Regions from separate parts of the Mus musculus genome. Here all the other regions are linked to region 1. Evidence: chromatin contacts called from public HiChIP or PLAC-seq data. All regions are on one chromosome and are shown on one strand. The core of a region is the stretch at or near the end of the contact, and the rest is flanking DNA. Distances in the headings are between cores, read along the strand shown.

Region 1 (4,086 bases), core at 1,316-3,815:
CCCTCCCTCCCCTTCCCTTCCCTCTACCACTATCCCCCTCTCCCTTTCCTCCCTCCCTCCCTCTCCCTCCTTCCCTCTCTTTCCCTCCCACCCCCATCCATCCATCCCTCCGGCCCTTCCTCCCCTTCCCTTCCCTATACCACTATCCCCCTCTCCCTTTCCTCCCTCCCTCTCCCTCCTTCCTTCCTTTCCCTTTCTCCCCCTCCATCCCTTCCTCCCCTTCCCTTCCCTCTACCACCATCCTCCTCTACCTTTCCTCCCTCCCTCTCCCTCTCCCTTTCTCCCTTCCTCCCTCCCTTTCTCCGTTTGAGACAGGGTTTCACGTAGCCCAGACCAACCTTGACCTCACTATGCAGTGTAAGGTAATGTAAATTTCTGGTCCTGTCACTATCATCTGAGTACTGAGATCACAGGTGTGCAGCACTAGGCCTGGCTGCTCTCTCCTTTTTTCTCCATGCAATCTTTCTACATTAGGGCTTTGTAGATTTGGTCTGCTCCCACCAAGAGGAGAGCAGGGGGTGGGGGGTGGGCTCAAGATAGTTTCAACCACTGCTCCCAAAATAATTCAGGCAGAGGAGGGCCTGGGATCTCACTTCATCCTCTAGAATATACAGATGGAAGTTCTGTTAGGCCAGTCACCTCAGCAGGGCTTACAGTCACTGTGGGCCGTAGCTGGAGCCATCAAGCACAGGATAAACAAAGTACATTGCATTTTGTTTGACATGTAATGCTGACAAAGCATTAGGGTTTTTACACACACACACACACACACACACACACACACACACATACACACACACACCTTTAAAAAATACAAATTATAACAAAGTAAACACCTGCTCAAAAGAATAAAAGAGGTGTCCCATAAACCTCTGTTCATCAAGATATTGTTTCAGAACCCTCTGTCTCTCTAGGTCACCAGCAGGTAGGTGAGTGACAACCTAGCCTATTGTTTCAGCAATAGCCCTTGTGAAGGAGCCCACCCTGCTCTGCACAAGTGGCCCAGTGTTCTCTAGCATGGCCATCACCTAGGCTGATCCTGGCAGAAGTAAAGACATTTCACACAAAGACCCTAGTTCCCCTCATTTCTATTCTAAGAATGTTGTGATGGGACCCTAAGGAATTGAGATTTCCCCAGTGTAGTACTGGGAGAAGAAAAAGAGAAGAACTTGTCTGCCAGGAAGAATTCTCTTCTAGTGCTGACAATGGGCACAATGACTGCAGGGGAGAAGAGACTGGAGACGGATTTGTGACCTAGATGGGTCAGGGAAGGGCAGGACTACACCTTGACCAGACCTGCTTAAATTTGCCTTCTATTTAAACCTAGACCTCATGTCAGGGCCCTGAAGGTGAACTTGGGAAGTGGTCACTGGCCCTTTATTTTTGCCTATTTCTAAAGCAAGAAGGTTGGGAAATCTTCAAGGTTTCAAAGCCCCTGATGGGTAGCAGGGACAACAGTTGGTGGAAGAGGGTGGGGTTCTAGAGGAAGGTAAACTTCCTGACTTTTTTACAGTCTAGAAATCTCCATGATCCCAAGTGGGTCCTAGAGGACAAGACCCAAAGGTGAGGAAGAAAAGAAAAAAAAGGAAAGGATGGGGGAGGAGGGGAAGGAAGAAGAAGATACGCATGGGGAGAGAAAGAACAAGAGGATGGTTATAGAGGAGTTGCAGATACCATATGCTATCAAGAAATATTTGGCAGGAAATGTAGGAAAGACCTTTGGGAATTGGAGAGAGGGACACACTTGTGAAGGGGTTAGGGGAAACAGAGGGGCCACAGCAAAGAAGGATCTGGGGTGGCAGGTCTGACAGGTAACTGGCATATTTCACTGAGGTAGGGAAATGAAAGATATGGGCCCAAGATTCTCCAGGGATGCCCCAGGCAGCCCAAGAGCTGGGTGGAGTCTGGAGAGGATTCTACACAGACTGACTGAAGGTATATCTACCTCATCTACCTCCATACTCAAAGACATGAGGTCAGGAAATGGTGGGAGGGTGGGGATAGTGCCAAGTCTTGTCCCTCCACTTTGAATATCCTTCTGGCCTCATGTTTCCAGGGACAGGAAAAGCAAAAGCAAAAATTAAAAAAAAAAATTAAAACCAACTAAACAAACAAAAAATAACCACAACAAAGAAAGCGACTTCAGTCTTTTTTCTTCCTATCTGATGTGGACTTTGAGCTTAGGAATTATATCCTTTGGGAAGACCTGAAACATTTGCATCTTAGTAGCCTGGATATGACAGTTTTAAGCATACCAGGTAGGGAGAAGCTATGAGGTTGGCCCTGCAATAAAGTGTGGCCCTGTCACTTGACTTCCTCAGTGACAGATTTCCCTTAGGACCAGTTTCCAGATGGAAGGGAAAGACTGCCCTGTCTGAGACGCCTGTATTCTACCTTCTGTGCTCCACCATGTTTAATGAAACTTCTTGTTTCTTGTGGTGTCTGGCAAGCAGTGAGGCACTTGTTCCGGGAACATAGAACAAAGGGACCCTCCCAAAGGCCTGGCTGTTTCCTTGTTTCTAAGTCTTTATTGATTTTTTTTTAATTACAGCTTTCTTTTCAAACAACTGGAGGCTCTTTAGTGCAGGGCATACTTCCTGGCTTGTCCCTTGGCTGTTACCCCACCTTCTCTCATGTGTCCCCATCTCCAACAGCTGGAAAATAAGCCACCTGGATTTCCCGACATCCCCAAATTTCTGAGTCAGTACAGAACCCTCTTCTAGTGTTCATTTTTTCCATACGGGGCACTTCAGCCTACCTATCCACTTATCTGTTCAACCTCTGTCGTCTTCTCCCTCTCTCCACCTCCTCCACTCCCCATTTCCTTTCTTTCCTACATTTTAAAAAATATTTTAATGACTTATTTTATGTATATGTGGTCTATCTGCATGTACACCTACATGCCAGAAGAGGGCATCAGATCTTACTACAGGTGGTTGTGAACCACCATGCGGTTGCTGGGAATTGAACTCTGGACCTCTGGAAGAGCAACCAATAATGCTCTTAACTGCTGAGCCAACTCTCCAGCCCTGCTTCCATACTTTTGTCTAAAAGTGCTGGGGATGCGGGCTAGATCATGCTGGGCAAGTGCTAATGCTGGGCAAGTGCTCTCTGTTTGGGCTGCACATAGCTCTCTTGCCTTCTTCTCCCAGAGTGTTGTTCTGGATCTCTGACAATATTTTTCAAATGTCAGTATTAAGACAAGACTTTTCCTGTCCTTAAACTGAAAAGAAAGGTGGCCTTTCATTGCATCTCTGTTGCCCTCCAGCTTGTCACCTTAGCTGTTCCCACCTGAGGCTGTGTTTAGAATCAGCACAAGGTCCCTGCTTGCTACCTGGTCCTCTTTAAACCATATGGAAAACAGTATTGCTTCTGGAAGGGAGCCATTTACTGTACCTGGACCTTAGAGATGTCATCAGCATAACAGCACAATGAACTGGCCCATCCCATGAAGGACTGTGTATGTTCTGGCAGGAAGCCATTTACTGTTTCTGAACCTTAGAGACTATTAGATAGTGTCATAAGTCACTCACACAGCTGCCACAATGTGGTTACTGTCTGAGAACCAGGATGTAACTGGGAGTTAGCAGGAGGTTTGATCTGTCCTCCAGTGTCCTATTCCCTGGATGCTTGATGGCTCTAGTAAGGTTTCCTCATAAGAACAGTCTTTTCAGGCCACTGCCATCCCAAGTCCCCTTGATTCAGGAAACTTCCTGGAACAGAGGAGCAGATACTCTTTCAGGCCAGTGACCTGACCTTTGTCCCACTGTCTTACAGTGTATTTGGAATATAAACATTTGGTTCCAAGCAGTCTGAGACTGTAAGCCAGCTGTAAGCCCATGACAGCTAAAAATCCCAGCATTCGAGAAAAAGCTCAGAGCCAGAGTGGGACATCAACACTTATACAGCTCTTCTACAAAATGCACATCACCTGGAAACAGCAGGTGACTCAAATCCAAGGTCCTCTTACCACTCACAACCCAGTTTTCCCCCAAAGAGGCTCAATCAGATATTGTTCCATCTTCAAGGGGATGGAACAGCATTGCAACCAAGCACAGCTTACAAGCTGGACCAAACAGAGCATGC
Region 2 (4,606 bases), core at 1,744-4,243, 150 kb before region 1:
AAGAGCCCTGGAGCTGCTTCACTGGAGGCTAACACCCACTGCAGAACTTGGAAGTATGTACTAAGACTATGTATGCCTTCTACACAGAGACCTAAAATGACAACCTGGGGTGAAGATTCTATGCTTTCTTGCTTTCAACTTCATTAATCACTAAAAGTATATTTTTGCTGTTTTATAAACAATGTTCAGGCATCTATGGCAGAGCATTTTCTGAGTTAAGCTTATGCTTTAAATTTTTCATACGTGTTATAATGCATTCTGATTGTTCCCTTCCTACATTTTGAGTACAATTTAACATTAAAACTTCCCCTGGTGGTAGATGGGTCACCATCTACTGGAGACAGGTCCCATGCTTGGGGTGAAACACTGGAGCAAGACCTCATGCATGGTGGGGGATTTTCTAGCCCGGCTTTGGGCCCCCTGGCATTGCCAATGCCATCTCAAGTTGGTGCTGTTTCATATGGATATGTGCAGGTGAACTTTCTGTAAGACAGGCCTTTGATTTTCTCCAGAGCCCCTACAAGCATGGGGCGGTAGTGGCCAGAGTGACATAGGAGTGCATGTTTGTTTTCTCGAAGGTCCTGAGAATGAGTGGGAGAGCCGTATGTTTTTGTTTTAGTTTTGGTGTTTCATTGGTAGTGTATTCACCAAACCTTTCACTCATTTTCTAGGAGCACAGAATGACTCTGTGCGGGTGGAGAGAGATGCCTGCCCCTCAGTCCAGGACCCACAGCTCCCTCCCACCTGGCCATGTCCCACAAGGTCACTGAGGACCTCACCTAGCCTCAGTGCTTCCCAAGACAGCTGATAGCTGAAATCCAAAGGGACAAGCAGAGGCTAAGTTCCCTGGTCCACATGAATCCTGCTCATACCAAGACCAAGCAGCTCTTACCAGATCCAGAGTCAAGAAGCTCCAGCCTGCCTCTCAAAGGGAAATACTGTTTCCAGGACTCCAAACAAGCCCATGAAAAATTTCTTTTCAACCGTGCGCCATTCTAAGGCTAAGTACAGGTTCTTGGACTCAGCCCTAGACCTACAGGCTTTCTAAGTTCCTGGTATTGGGTCCAAGAATCTGTCTTTCAAGAAAATGCCCTCATTTGGGTACTTTGGCTTCCCACCCGCTGGGAATGAGGATAATAACCCTGAGGATTTAGGGGGCATCCTAGGAAGTCACTGGAAAACTGGGTGATGAGATTCTTTCTATGTGTGGCAGAGACACCAACAGCAGGTTTCCTGTTTATGTGGCAACAGCTTTCCCACACATCCATCATGCAGTCAGAACTGGCCGCTCAAAGTGTTCTGTTACATGCCATCCGATGAGTGAGTGCCTCTGTGTCTTTACATGCAGTGGAGGTCAGGGAACAATGTTCTATGGGGCCCAGACCTCTGTACACTCAGGGGTTCGGAGGTACAAGGAGGATGGGGTTTGGTGGCCATCCATAGTGTCACTGTGGCCTTTGTCAAACATTTGTCTAAAGTTTGTTGGGGGAAAATAAGGACTGAGAGATGGAGTGAGAGCTTTAGCAGCAGCAGCCAAGAGTCCTAGAGAGGACAGCACAGACAGGCCACTCTGATGAGGCAACAAAGGAAAGTGGCCTGGGAAGTTGGACTCTCTAGTGTCTCTGAGGTCCTCCAGGATTCAGCATCAGTGGTGGTGCCCAGACAAAGGAGACAGAATATGCAGAAAGACCACTCACCTCTTGCAGGCCAACATCTGCTGCCCTGCTTGTAAGGCCTAGATATAGACACTTACACCAAGACTCTGAATACCTACTACATGCAACAAAAATGGCAACAGAGTGAGAAGTTTGTGGTTTCTTGTTTTCAAATTCAAGAAGCACTAAAAGTTGTTAGCATTCCTCCTAGGCTCCGCCCAACAGTTACCTGGCAACAGCCAGGTAGGCCTGACTTGCTATATATAAAAGGGGCTGTTTGGCCCCTCCTCACTCTTTTCTCTTTTCTTTTCTCTCTCTCTTCTCTCTTCTCTTCTCTTTTCTCTTCCCTTTTTTCTTTTTCTCTTTTCCCTTTTCCCTTTTCCTCCTCCTCTCCTTCCCTCTCCCTCTCCTCTCCTCTCCTCTCCTTCCTCTTCTTCCTCTCCTTCTTCCTCTCCTTCTTCTTCTTCTTCCTCTTCCTCTCCTTCCTTCTTTCTTTCTTCTTTCTTCCTTCTTCCTTCTTCCTTCTTCCTTCTTCCTTCTTCCTTCTTCTTCCTTCTTCCTTCTTCCTTCTTCTTCTTCTTCTTCTTCTTCTTCTTCTTCTTCTTCTTCTTCTTCTTCTTCTCCTTCTCCTTCTCCTTCTCCTTCTCCTTCTTCTCTCTCTCTCTCTCTCTCTCTCTCTCTCTCTCTCTCTCTCTCTCTCTCTCTCTCTCCCTCCTTCCCTCTCTCTCCTCCCTTCTCAGCTCCCCTTTGCATGCCCTAAATAAACTCTATTCTACAATATACCCACCATATGACTACCTCAGGGAAAAAGGATGCCTCATCATGGGCTCACCTCACCATACCTGGCTCTACTAAACATATCCTGGCTCTTTTTTTATATATAAAACACACACCAAAAAATACCTTTTTTAATAATCTATTTCAAAATGAAATGTTTTCACAGGAGTTTCTTAGCATTAAAACCTCCGATCTTAGTCACTCTTCTCTGCGAAGAGACACCATGAGTAAGGCAGCTCTTATAAAAGAAAGCATTTAGTCGGGGGTGTGCTTACAGTGGCAGTAGTTTAGTACCAGTATAATCACGGCAGGAAGCATGGTTCTGGAGCAGTAGTTGAGAGCTATACCCTGATTCAGAGAAGGGGAAAGAGGAAAGAGGAGAGGGAAGCAGAGGGGAGGGGAGGGGAGGACAGGGGAGGGGAAGAGAGGGAAGAGAGGAGAGACTGGCCCTGGCATGGGCTTTTGAAATCTCAAAGCCCACCCACCCCTAATGGCATGCTTCCTTCAACAAAGCCACACTTTCCAATCCTTCTGTTTTAAAACAATTCCACTCCCTGATGAGTAAGCGTTCAAACATACAAGTCTATCAGGCCATTCTTATTCAAACCACCACACCCCAAAGGACTCAGAGTTTACATGTTTGATTTGTCACAGGTTTGATTTGTTACAGTTTTCTGGCTGCTCAGCCTGCATGGTTAGAACTCCTGTGAAGCAGTGTAGCTGTCTCCTCGCTGCAGACAGACACCTGCTACCCTACTATCACGTGGCAACTCTCACAAAAATCACAATCCATCTTAGGAGAAAAAAAGAATGGAATTAGAACTTCCTTGGGCTTGCAAGATACAGAAACAAACTATGACCGTCTCCTCCCCTCCCTTCCCAAAAGAAAAAGAGCTTAGCACTTCTGCCCTTCTATGTCAAACTCCTTCACTTTGGGTCACCTGTTCACCTCTGCATATGGTCCCTCAAGGAGTGCTTAGCCTTTACATTAGTCCCTTAAGAAGTGTTCCCCATCCCAGGCTAAAGGCACAGAGAATAGCCACTGCCACTAAAGAAAGAAACTGAAGAAAATAGTAAAAGATTGAAAAATACCCCACGCTCCTGGACTAGAATAATTAATTGGGTGGAAATGGCCATTTTGCCAAAAGCAATCTACAGATTCAGGGTACTCTCGCTCCATAGCTACTCTGCCTCTTCGTGCAAATAGGAAAAAATTGTAAATTTAAATGGTAACACTCACAATACACACACATATACTACCTACTCATACACACACCACATACTACACATACTTATATACCACACAGATATACATACACATACACCACACACTCATACACACGCCACACACTACACACACTTATATACCACACACACACACACACTCACACATAACACACACTCATATACCACACATACACCAAACAGACTCATACACCACATACACTCATACCACACAAATACACTCACATACCACATACACATTCACACACCACACATACTCATAGATCACACACCACACATAACACACTCAGATAACACACTTACACACCACACATATATAAACACATACACCACACTCATATACACACTATACATAACCATACTTACACACTATGTACATATATATATATATATATACATATATCACATACACACATAAAATAGAATAGCGAAAGCAATGTAAACAAAAAGAATATGGCAAGAGGTATCACCACACCTGATTTCAAGTTATACCATAGAACCATGGTCTTAAAACAACATAGTACCAGCACAGGTCAACGGAATAGAACTGAAGGCCCGGGTAGTAATCCACACTTATACAGCCACCTGATTTTTTTACAAACATGTCAAAAAAAATACACGTTAGAGAAAAGATAGCATCTTCAACAAATAGGGTTCTAGGAAGCTTGTATTTGACATGAAGAAAAATGTTAATGTCACCTTCACCTTTCACCCTGCACAAAAATCCAAACAATCAAGGACTTTAACATAAGACCTGATGTCATGAAACTGTCATGCTGAATAAACCATCTTGTGTCTCATAGTGTCTCCTGGGGTGTGCAAGAGCTAGGCTTGGCTTCTAGTTATAATAGCCTCCAGTCAGAAGAACATCCTACACAATTCACCCTCAAGCCTCCAGCCTGCCAAAGCCCTGCAGCCATCTTTCTGTC
Region 3 (4,592 bases), core at 1,431-3,930, 210 kb after region 1:
TGCATGCAGTGTCTCCTTGACACTCCCCACTCCCCAAATATGGCACATAGTTGAAAGTCACCTCCAAGCCAGATCTTGGTGCAGCACTTGCCTCTCCCTAAGTCTAGACCAACCCCTGAAGAACACTTGATGCCTGGTACCAGGCACAGCACGCTCGCTGCGAATATCTCCATAAAAGTATTTCACCATTCTCCATTCCCAGTACCAGCTTCTCTGATCGGGCCAGGTTTAAGAGCAGCAAATGAAAATTCCACTGACCTCTTAAAATAGATCCTCATGTCACTCTTGTAAATGCAGTTATGAAAATGTAAGCCTCATGACAGGATGGCCCCAGTTACTTCCAACTCACAGGAACCAGCTTCCCTTTAAGCATCAGCAAGCTGACCCCGCCTCTTCTCCGTACCCTCCTGCCTCCTTCCCTGGAGATCCTAAACCGTCCATTACACACTGCTGCCTGCAATTGCTCTCCTGACGCCCCTGTTGTAACTTCTCGCAACACAAGTATGTCTATTCATTGAATCAGACATGATTTCACAGGACCACAGGCTGCACTCATTTCTTCAGGGTGAGCTGTGATGGCCTTCACTGAATTGTCATCCAGTACCCAAAGAAGCTGGTTCAAGAAGTACACAGGGCGTATAGCTCTTTTCCTGGGAGATCAGAACAGAGCCACATGGGTGAGGAGATGGAGCAGAAGGCTGGGAACAACAGAGCTTCATGCCTACCCTTCTGAATTAGGAGACAAAACTGCCAGTTAGTCAGGGCTTCAAGCTGCTGGAGGGTGGGCACCCACAGTGACTCCATGTCCCTCCCTATACCTGTGGACCAAGCCAGGGGATAAATGGATGAATGTAGTTTCCTGCCCTGGGTGAAGGAAGACCCGCCCTAGGAGACTCTAAGCGAGAGTCTCTCAGGTCCCATTCATGCCCACAGACTCTCAAAGGATGCCTGGACAGTGGGCCAGCTGGTGCCTCTAGGATAGCAGCCGTGTGCTGGATCATCTCGGTGTTTCCTTCTATTTTGAGTGGAGTCTACTGGCCTGTATTTGTGTGTGCTCTGGCTCCCCAAAGCACCCACAGACTCAACTCTAAGGACACAGTTCCTGTGCCAGTCCTGTTCAAAGCTCTCCACCCTGATTCACTGGCCTTTCCCAGCCTGGGATCCCAACTATGTTCCCACCCAGCCCTCTGTGCACTAGCCCACTCTGCTTTCCACTAGATTTCCACTAGAGGCTAGATTTCCTCACAGCACCTGTCTCCTACTAAACTACCCTTCCTAGATAGATGGCTCAGGTCAGTGCAGAGTGTGCCAACAACCCCTGCACACCCAGCAACCTTCTTCCTTCATGTCCTTGTCACTCTTGTGTAACCACCGTTACTTATAGTCTACACTGCCTCTTGCACCTCTTCTTTTGTCCCTTGGGTGTATGAAAGGTGTCCACAAACGTTTACCACAGAAATGGCCTGGTAGAACAATCTGGGAAAGTTATCCTGAACAGGTGTCAGACATATGTTACAAATGAGAATCTGAGTCTGGCCAGCCTTTATGCCACTGTTGGTGACCAGTTTTATGCTCTATTATACCTGAAAAATGCAGCAATGTCTTCCCTACCTTCTGCACAGATAACCTTTCAGGAAAAAAATGACAGGACACCCCATGGCAACAGTGGTCCTTCTCAAAGGTAATCTCTCTAAGACAGCCTTGTAATTGTAGCTGGCTTTGTATGGTCCAGGCTTCCATGAACATAGACTTCTGGCTCAGTCTCCAGAGTACTGGGATTATAAGCATTTGCCATCAACCTAGCTGTGGTTGGTGTTTTAATCTACCCATTTGTCTTCTGGAAAAACAAACTACCTTGTCTGTTCCCCAAAGAGAACTAGTATATTCTTTGCTGACATTTGTGGAAAAGCATGAATCAAAGACGGAAAAACAAACCTCATCAGGAGAAAACTTAGTGCTTTTTCCCTTTAATAATCCGATCTAAAGGTTTTATTTCAGAGTAAAGCAGTAATTTCAGGGCAAGTCTGAGGAGGAAGCTGCAGTAGGTAAGACATGGAAAGCCGGTAGGTTTGAAGCAAAATATGGTTGGGGTGGGGTGTATAGGCGATCAAGTCTCAGCAACTACTCTGCACTTTCCAGGGAGTACTGTCTCTGCCACCCCTGAGGTTTCCCAAAGTCGGAGAATTCAGGTTTTACTTTTAAAATTGCCTTCAGGACCTCAAGCGGTGGCCTGCACAAGCACCTCCATGGGAGGATTCTGACGGGCTCTAGCATATGTTTTTTTAAAAGAAGCGTTGGCAGCTTTAAATTCAGGCACAGGTCCACGTGTCTCCAGCTCACATTCTAGCTTCTACCATTTTAAACCACCTCGGAGGAGGGGTACGCTTATGAGCATGTGTGAAGAGGCCCTCCACCATTCCATGAAGTGTTGGGGGGGGGGGGAATAAGCGCGCCCTCGCCCACCACTGCCTCTCTCGTCCTACCTCTGCCCTCTCAAAACTCACCTCAGGAGCACGCAGGCTCCACCTGGCCCCCACCTGTCCACCCTTTTCCCAGATAGTAGGTGGGCACATGTCTCCAGCCTGTCTTGCCACTGTGGTCCCTGGGCCACCAAAAGGTAGAGACGAGTGAGGCGCCAGGGCCTGGGAGCCACGGCACAGCCTCGGACTTTCTTAAACGCCAAAGGGGCTGGAGACGAAGGCCCCTCCCTGGGCTGTGCCCGAAAACCGGGTAAGGCGGCCGGGTAGCCGGGAAGGGACTGTAGAGACTTGAGCCCGCAGCCACGCAGGGCCTGGCGGTGGCCGCTGGGCCTGGGCGCACTAGGGGCGCAGCGCCTGAGCCCGCGCCGGGGCGGGGGGCGCCGAGCCCGCGAGTGGGCGGTCGGGCGCCGGTTGGCGTGGGCCGAGCGCGCGGAGGGCAGTTGGCAGGGGCCGGGCGCTCGGAACCCAGGCTGGGCACTTAGGGCAGAGGCCAAGCCCGCGGCAGCGGAACCCGGCGGGCGCAGGGCGATCCCGGAGCGGCTCCGGATTCCAGCCGGGTTTTGACTCCGATCGCCCACGGCGCCCGCGGCCCCGACTGTAACAAAGAACAGGCGGCGCGGCGGCCGGACCGGGGCGGGCGTGGGGGGCGCGGCTGGAGGCCGAGCCCGGGCCAGGCGCGGGCCGCGGGCCGCAGCAAGGGGCGCGCGGTGGGGCAGCGGCGAGCATGGGCCCGGGGCTTTACCTGCCTGTGGAATGTGCAGAGCGGGGTCGGATCCGGACTCCGGGTTGCGATCCGCTCCGGAAACTGCGCAGCACCGGAAGCCGGGGGGGCGGTGGCGCGGCATCGTGGGAGTTGTAGTGCGCAGCGCAGGCCGACGGGCGGGCCCAGGGCTCCGGGTGTTTGCACCTGGAGCTGGGAACTTCGGGCTGTGTTAACAGGGAGTCAGGGATAAAGAACTGCGTGTTGTGGGAACTGGCTGGGGCTTTGTAGCCAGAGAGCCCAGGAAACGGCTGCGTGATTGAGGAACCCATGGGCAGAGATGCGTGGTTGCAGATATGGAGGATGGTTGCCTTCCTGAATGGGGAGCGGGTAACTGTCAATGTGGATGGGGAACAGGAGAGAGACTATATGGAGGCCTGGTGAAGCGGGCTGTGAGGATTCAGGGTAAGGGACTGAGTGAACAAAAAAGCTGGGGAGAGAGGCTGTGTGATCCATGAGAGGTGGCCAGATGGTATGTGAACCGAGGAGTTAAGGTTAGAGCTGTGTGTGTGTGAATGAGGCAGGCAGTGTAGTGAACTGAGCAGACAAGGACATCTTTGCCCTTCAAGACACCTTTAAGCCCGGGCGGTGGTGGCACACGCCTTTAACACCAGCACTTGGGAGGCAGAGGCAGGTGGATTTCTGAGTTCGAGGCCAGTCTGGTCTACAAAGTGAGTTCCAGGACAGCCAGTGCTATACAGAGAAACCCTGTCCTCGGGGGAGGGGGGGGGGACGACACACCTTTAAAACAGGTACACACCCCATCATCCCCTATACCACTTTCATTGGTATTGCTCATTCTTTAAAACAGGTACACACACATCATCCCCTATACCACTTTCATTGGTATTGCTCATTCTAAGTGCTCAGAAGGCCACTTCTTTCATCTTCTACATATGAAACAGGACTAAGTATAAATAAAATCAGGCTGTTTACAAGAAAAACCAGTGTAAATCTGAGACCAAGGAAGACATGTAGGCTGAATGGATTATCATCTACTAAGCTTCGCGCTTTGCCTTGGAACAGGATATGAAAGCAGACTTACTTGAAAGACTTTCCCTTGAAAAGGGAGCTCTCAATGTCAGGGCTCCCTGCTCCTACAGGACCCCCATAGGAACTGGTGACCTCAAGGTTGTTTTCACCATATTTAGCTGCTTAGGCACTCAGCCCATGGTAGTGGTGACCCAAGAAACCAGCTACTTTTTTTGGTTTGGTTTTGGTTTTGTTTGGTTTTTCAAGACAGGGTTTCTCTGTGTAGCTCTGGCTGTCCTGGAACTCACTCTGTAGACCGGAAATCTGCCTGCCTCTGCCACCTCTGGAATTAAAGGTGTGCGCCACCACCACCCGGCCTG

Evidence for each region. HiChIP or PLAC-seq counts read pairs in DNA pulled down with a chosen protein or histone mark.
Region 2: an HNF4G HiChIP or PLAC-seq map of pancreatic cancer cells shows a contact between it and region 1. The contact joins two enhancer-like sites. A contact is called at or near these places in 3 of 39 promoter capture datasets (hippocampal neurons, liver and pre-B cells) and 1 of 115 datasets of contacts at active chromatin or transcription factors (pancreatic cancer cells).
Region 3: a contact with region 1 is called in a FOXA1 HiChIP or PLAC-seq map of pancreatic cancer cells. The contact joins the promoter of Prdm15 here to the enhancer-like site in region 1. A contact is called at or near these places in 1 of 39 promoter capture datasets (embryonic stem cells) and 5 of 115 datasets of contacts at active chromatin or transcription factors (the SCID.adh cell line, embryonic stem cells, extraembryonic endoderm stem cells and 1 more).

The regions. Positions count from the first base shown.
Region 1 is chr16:97,641,401-97,645,486 of GRCm38.p6, forward strand. It overlaps a transcript of Tmprss2 not described here. Among named protein-coding and RNA genes, the nearest start is that of Gm41512, 27 kb to the right of the region's middle. Within about 2 kb of position 2,566, at least 18 of the 459 cell types and tissues checked have an H3K27ac peak or open chromatin away from gene starts, as enhancers often do. A contact at or near this core is called in pancreatic cancer cells, where this site is marked.
Region 2 is chr16:97,493,213-97,497,818 of GRCm38.p6, forward strand. The region is part of intron 2 of Fam3b (family with sequence similarity 3, member B); the gene reads right to left. Among named protein-coding and RNA genes, the nearest start is that of Fam3b, 9.4 kb to the right of the region's middle. Within about 2 kb of position 2,994, at least 35 of the 459 cell types and tissues checked have an H3K27ac peak or open chromatin away from gene starts, as enhancers often do. A contact at or near this core is called in pancreatic cancer cells, where this site is marked.
Region 3 is chr16:97,848,547-97,853,138 of GRCm38.p6, forward strand. Prdm15 (PR domain containing 15) reads right to left here and starts at 2,681. Exons shown (of 24, transcript NM_144789.2): 1 at 2,505-2,681. The coding sequence starts at 2,573.